2 separate regions of the Gasterosteus aculeatus genome follow, and region 2 is linked to region 1. The links are chromatin contacts, called in public Hi-C maps. All regions are on one chromosome and are shown on one strand. Each heading gives the region's core, a stretch centred on a gene start, on an enhancer-like site or on the middle of the called end of the contact. The rest is flanking DNA. Distances are from core to core; before and after follow the strand shown. Region 1 holds the start of maml3 (mastermind-like transcriptional coactivator 3). Region 2 overlaps maml3 (mastermind-like transcriptional coactivator 3).

Region 1 (3,194 bases), core at 227-2,726:
GTCCTCCCCCCCGTAAAGGACCGGACCGATCCCACCTGTGTCGTAGAAAGTTTGATGAAAGGAAACGTTTCTATTTTCTCCCCCCCCCGGCTCGGTCTGTTTTAATATCCAAACCCGAACTCGGTTCCGTTGGCCAGCCAGTTAGCTGACGAATAAGCTCATTTCTTCACCATGTTTCACACGTGTTTCAAAGTATGAACCGCTCCCTTTAACATAAAGACACACAGGCACGTGCACGAGGCCCAATTAGTCAAACATTAACTATAATACAAATTAAATAATAGGTGTCGTAACACCACTAGAGTGGTTAGGCCAGGAAATAGGGCAGTAATACAGACTCTGAACTTTTCACAGTAACCAAAGGATCAAATTGTTCTTTACAGTTGCTTATTATCTCTATGAAGTTATTGTTCAGCTGGATGTATGAAAACACCATGATACTGAAGAACAGTTCTTTAATGTATAGAATTAGCGCTTTATAGTGTTGATATGCTATGTAGTTTAATGATATACGACCATTTAAATTATCTGTGATACCATTACTATGATATTACCTGGGTTTAGTTATAGAAATAAACCATGACACACACACACACACACACACACACACACACACACACACACACACACACACACACACACACACTTTATGTAGAAAATATCTTACAATTTTTACATGGATTGAGAAGAGTGGAGTTTGTGAGGTTCGTCAAAATGTTTTATAACATGATTATTGTTATGATTATCATTTGATTATGATTCATATTGCTGCCTGCGGTTATGTTTTTGAAAGACACCAGAGAAACTGATCATGCAGAAAGTTACACTACAAAGCAGTTACACAACCACAAATCATCGCCTGGGGTCATGCTCACTCAGATCCATTCTCCGAAGTTAGATAATATTCTCTGGATTGTGAAATAACTTGCAATACAGTTACAGTGAGGATGTCAGTCTTTTTTAATGAATTGAATTGAATCTTCTGTTGCTGATGAACCACTAAAAAATTTAAATAAAATGCATTAAGTGATAATAGTTTGTGAAAGTACATACTGCATAATTAGCAATATGTTGTAGGTTAGCAACGCATGGATGAAAAAGTGGGGCACTTCCTTACAGTAGATTATGTTTCTGTTATATTTAAAGACAATAATATAATATGTTTGTCTTATATTTAAAGACAACAGAAGGACACCAGTGTGCTCCAATGAAATGATCGTCACAGTAAAAAAAAAAGAAAAGATAATAGATTTTTAAAAAAGGGTCACTCGGATGATCTTCATGACGACCGTGTTACTCTCATCTTCTTGCATTGACAACGCATGAACTGATGATTTATTGTAGTATAAAAATAATTTGGAAGATGAAATGGTGAGTCTGCATTCTTAGTGTTTAGAAGGATTCTTCTACTTTGATGTCAGAGGCTTCACCAATGGTTCCCAACGTGACTGACTATTCACAGAACGACCTCCCTGCAACCCCCATGACAACAGGTTCCATGTCAATGTCAAGTCCTATCTTATTTTTAAGCTGGGCCAATACATTGGATTTGATGTCTTTATCCTAAGCTGAGAAACATTGTCTCAAGCTAAATTTCAATCATAATTTAGCGCACATCTGAAAACAAAAATCAAATAGACAGTTGGGCGCACGAGTTCAGGTGCCATTAAACTGTTGCTGAGGAAATGGAAGCAACGAGATGAACAATGAGAGCACCAGTCAAACCCCAAACAAATGAAAATATTGTTGAAACCGTGATGGAAGGTCACAATCTCCTCACTGGCCAACACAGAAATTAGGAGATTATACGCTTTATTTTTCCGTTGTTGAATTTACACGTTTCAAGCACATCAGGATTCATTTACTAAGCCTGTTTTTATTCTACAAAGTCCCCTATTGATTTTATTGATAACATCATACAGATTTTGTTTTTATTTCCAGCACTAATAGACGAACAATAACATTTGATTGTTGTCTCACTACTGCCAAGATTATAAAGCAATGTAAAGTTAAATAAAGTCAGGGTTAAGTTAACTGAACCCCTCCTCAAGTAATTGTTCGTTTTGGTGACGCTTTACATTAGTTTCTTGAACGAGGTTCTGTGGTGCAAACAGAAGTAGAACTTGGAGCTGACGAATGGACGAAAATTCATACAGAAAGCAAACCCAATAAATACGACTCATAAAAGCCTAATGAACAAACTGTTTGGTCACTGAGTAAACTGTGATCAGTACGTAACCAACTAACATTATCTCCAAAATGTAAATAAAAGGTCGCTTTCATTCGGCAGTAACTTGACGTCGGCATTAAGAGAATAAAAGGGGCAGAAGCTTTAGGATTATTACCACACTCTTTCTGACAGTTTCATCATCCCCCATCTGCCAGACCTGAAGCCATGAGGATTTTCTTGGAACATTTTGGCTTTCTCTTGTCTTTGTAGACGGAGGAAACGCTTTGGTTTGGGTGTTGTTGTTCTGGGTTGAGCGAGGAGATGCATCCCCTCCCACCCGGCCCCTCCGGCCCCGGGCAAAAACTCGGCTCGGATAACGTTTGCCGGTGCTATTTTCTACGTGCTCATCGTGCGGCACGCCAGAGAAGAGATCACTCTCCCAATTTCAGCCCGGTACTTACAGAATTTAAATTCAACACTAGATTCTTACACCAATGATTCTCATTTTTGTGTCTGTACGCACTGCGGCCTGTCACTTTGTCCGTATACATATGAGACGTCAAATAAATGGGTGTTGCAACCCTGTAGATAATTGTTAACAACTACATAGTTACCCTGATACTTACCACCTACTGGTGAGTTACCTCTGAAAATGTAGATAAATTCTTGCAACCCCTTTGTTCTCTGTTCTGTAGCATCTGACGCTAATGCTAGCATCCTGGAACCTCAATCCTGGAGCCACAGATTCAGATTTTTGATATACTTGATTGATAATCAATGAGATTTGAACAAGCAAAGATGCATAAACCTGTCTTTCATTTACATCTTATAATCAATGCATATTGCCGCTTGCTTTAAATCAATCGATTTTGGGCTATGAACAACTTTTAAGAATACGTCAGTTAGCTAAATTACAGATTTCATGGTAGCTTATGATTTATACTCAGTGTTAATCAACATCACCATTCCTACAACCGCATCCTGCACAAACGCTAATTTTGTATCCTTAATTTTAATTTATTTT
Region 2 (3,194 bases), core at 365-2,864, 66 kb before region 1:
CCACTCACTCTTTTTCTTTCTCTCTCTAAACACCCCACCATCAAACTCCTTTTTTCCACTCTTTCTCGTGTTCTCTCTCTTCTTCTCTGTAGACAGGGGGCCCTGAGTCATGTCCGCACAATTGCCAGGGAGCGAAGGAACGGAAGAGAGATAGATTTCAAAGGAAGGAGGAGGAGGAAAGTCTGAGAGAATTAAAGATTTTTGTGGCGGTGGTGTGTGTGTGTGTGCGTGTGTGTGTGTTGCAGTCAAGTAGCTGATTGGCACTTAAAGCTGAGGAAATTACTAAAACTAAAGCATGTATACTCTGTATTTAGTTAAATATAAGGCATGCAGAAGAGAGAAGCAAATAAAGGAAAAGATGAAAAAGAGCTGATGAATGGGAAGGAGAACCACTGGTACTTTAGTGTTATTAGTCATTTGCTGAAGCGTTGCTAATGTACACTGAATTAAATGTCACGCCCATAAAGCCTATTGAACAGAGAGCAGGTATCGTTAAACTAATAGAAGGAAAAGAAGAGCACATGTCCGAGGGAAAGAGGGAGGGCAGCATTTGAAAAGAAGAGGGGAAAAAGGGGAGAAAATCTTGCTTTGGGAGGAAACAAGGAGTCAACGAGCCAAAAGAGGAGGAGTAAAAGGTGGGCTAGAGGGGAGGAGAGCAGGTACCCTGGCAACAGTTGCTGCGGCGAGGAGCAGATGGCGCTCGGAGGAGCGGTTATGGCCGGCGCGCCTGGTCACCCCTCCACAAACACACTCATTTATTCGCCAATTTTACTTTCAACCTCTTCTCCCCGGGTTGATCGGTACATCTTTCATTCTCTCTGTCCTCTCTGTCCTAACTCATGGGTGTGCTTGAATAATGTAACAAAGAGCATCCCAAGCATTATCTGCCTCCGCCTCTCCGTCCTACCCCAGACGCTTCCTTCTGGCATCTCAGACGGGCCCGAGTCAGGCTCCAGCCCCATGCTCTTCGACAGAAATGGGTCAGCAGCTAATGGGACGCGGTGGCCGGCTCCTGACTTCAGGAGGAACAGAGTTGAACTGCATCAGTTACCAAAATTCGCAGAAATAGATCAGCGAGAAGCAGGAAGGATCAGAGCGGATACAATGAAAGGAGAGGTTAATGTATCACAGGTTGTTTTCCGGAGGACCACACGCACTGTGTGTGTGTGTGTGTGTGTGTGTGTGTGTGTGTGTGTGTGTGTGTGTGCGCCCGGTGGAGGCTGCCAGCGTTATTGGGTTAGGAAGCAGGGAAAGCTCAGGTGATTACATTACACGTGAAGTGAGCGGAAATGTGTATGCGCATGTGTGTGTAAGTGAGAGGATTCTCCATTTCATTCCTGAGTCTCATGGAGCAGATGAGTGCCTACCATATTTTATGTGTGTGTGTGTGTGTGTCTCTACGGGTGTTTAAAGGTGTATCTTTAAACACTAGTATGGTCGTTCACTCTCCAGTCAATATTAAATCACCTTATCCCATGGTGACCACACAGCGGCTGGCTTTAAGGCTGCACTTGATACTACCAAAACACAGACACACACACACACACACACACACACACACACGAGCGCGCACACAGAGCCTATAGGAGCAGCGGCGCCTGGCAGCAGAGTGCTGGGTGTCTGTGTGCTCTCCAGAGTGGCTCACATCTGTCACCCACTTGTGTAAGAGAAGGGGGGGGGGGGATAAGAGGAGAGCAGAGAGGAAACAGAGAATGAGGGCTGGATGGATGAGCGGATGCTTCATTAGACTCTTACGCAGACTCCGGCTGCCATCAGAGCGAGAAAGTGGAGAGGAAGTACATCTGTCTGCGTTATTTTTTGGGGAGGGATTCTGCATTTGGAAGCAACACCGGATGTTGCAGCAGCTGATGTTTTGTGATGCAGATGCAAGGAGTGAGCTAAAGTCTGAAGGTCACAGGTTCACATGTCTTTAGCAGCTAGCGCTCATCACTATCTGAATGTCCTTGAGCTTCCCACTGGTTGACCCTGACCCCTGACCCCCGCTGGCGATGTCTTATGCAGATCAAAACGCTTTGAGAGACTGGTAGTAATCCTGAATTAATCAATGCGTTAATAACAAGTATTGACGCGTGTGGGATAAATAGGCTACTAACGTTCAGCACTAGCTACCGTAGCTAACGGCACGTTTCAATAATAAACAAGACTTCCTTCACTCTCTGACACACGGTCCGGAAGTTAGAGAAACAGAGTTAGAGAGGAAATACAGGACACATGACCCTGACAGATGACTAAATGAATAACACGGTTATCTTGAATAAAATGACAAATTTCTCAAGGTTATAAAACTGATTTCTTGTCATTGTTTGATTTTATATCTTTAAGTAATAAGACGACAGGACATGAGTCCGCCGATGCTCCCAGTGTGTCTGTGATGAACATGGTAGATGTGACGTTAGGTGAAGTTAAAGGAAAAAAAACAGGTTGTGTATTAGAGCGCACGGTTAAAACATAAGTATGCAACACCTGAGACACAACCATAACAACACATGTACAAACTAAACACATGCACACACACTAACCCCGAGCAGATGGTGGAGCCAGACCGCACAGTATCTAACTATCCCCCCAGCGCCAAAGGTAAAGACATCACTTTGACACACATGCACACACACACGCACACACACACACCTGCACGCTCACAGTAACGAGGTTTGCTGCTAGTAAAAGGCCAGCGGTTCGATTCTTACCCACCGGTTGTGTCGAACGCGTCCACCCGCCTACTGAAACCCCCACTTCCCCTCAAACACACTCACACACTCACTCACTTGTCCCTGGAGAGAGTTATATTTAAACTGCTGGAGAGGAGTCTTGCTCCCCACAGAGGCCTGTTTAATCTCTTAACATCTTTCTGCTCTAAACCCTAACTGGCCTATTTCTGAATGGCTCGCCCTCACACACACTCACACACACACACACACACACACACACACACACACACACACACACACACACACACACACACACACACACACACAAATATTTAATTTAAAGGGCAATGCTCATAACCCCCCTACTGCTCAAAAACAATGGACCGGGTTGACAGGTTCTCTCGGGATCATCCTTTAACCAAAATTGAACTAATATGTTGTCATGCAAGGATGCTGGGAAATGCATGTAGGCTTGCAGGATCAATTTAAGTAAATGAATCCCTGTAGGAGGCACAGCAGCTCTGA

What was found. Hi-C and Micro-C count contacts between places; a contact is called where the count stands out from the background.
Region 2: a contact with region 1 is called in a Hi-C map of liver, with 4 times the contacts expected there. The contact joins the enhancer-like site here to the promoter of maml3 in region 1. A contact is called at or near these places in 6 of 6 Hi-C or Micro-C datasets (blood and trunk muscle, liver, skeletal muscle and 2 more).

What each region holds. Positions count from the first base shown.
Region 1 is chr9:11,010,187-11,013,380 of fGasAcu3.hap1.1, reverse strand. It overlaps maml3 (mastermind-like transcriptional coactivator 3), which reads right to left and starts at 1,476. Exons shown (of 6, transcript XM_040186595.2): 1 at 1-1,476.
Region 2 is chr9:11,076,146-11,079,339 of fGasAcu3.hap1.1, reverse strand. All of the region lies in intron 3 of maml3 (mastermind-like transcriptional coactivator 3), which reads right to left. Among protein-coding and RNA genes, the nearest start is that of naa15b, 14 kb to the left of the region's middle. Within about 2 kb of position 1,614, at least 2 of the 9 cell types and tissues checked have open chromatin away from gene starts, as enhancers often do.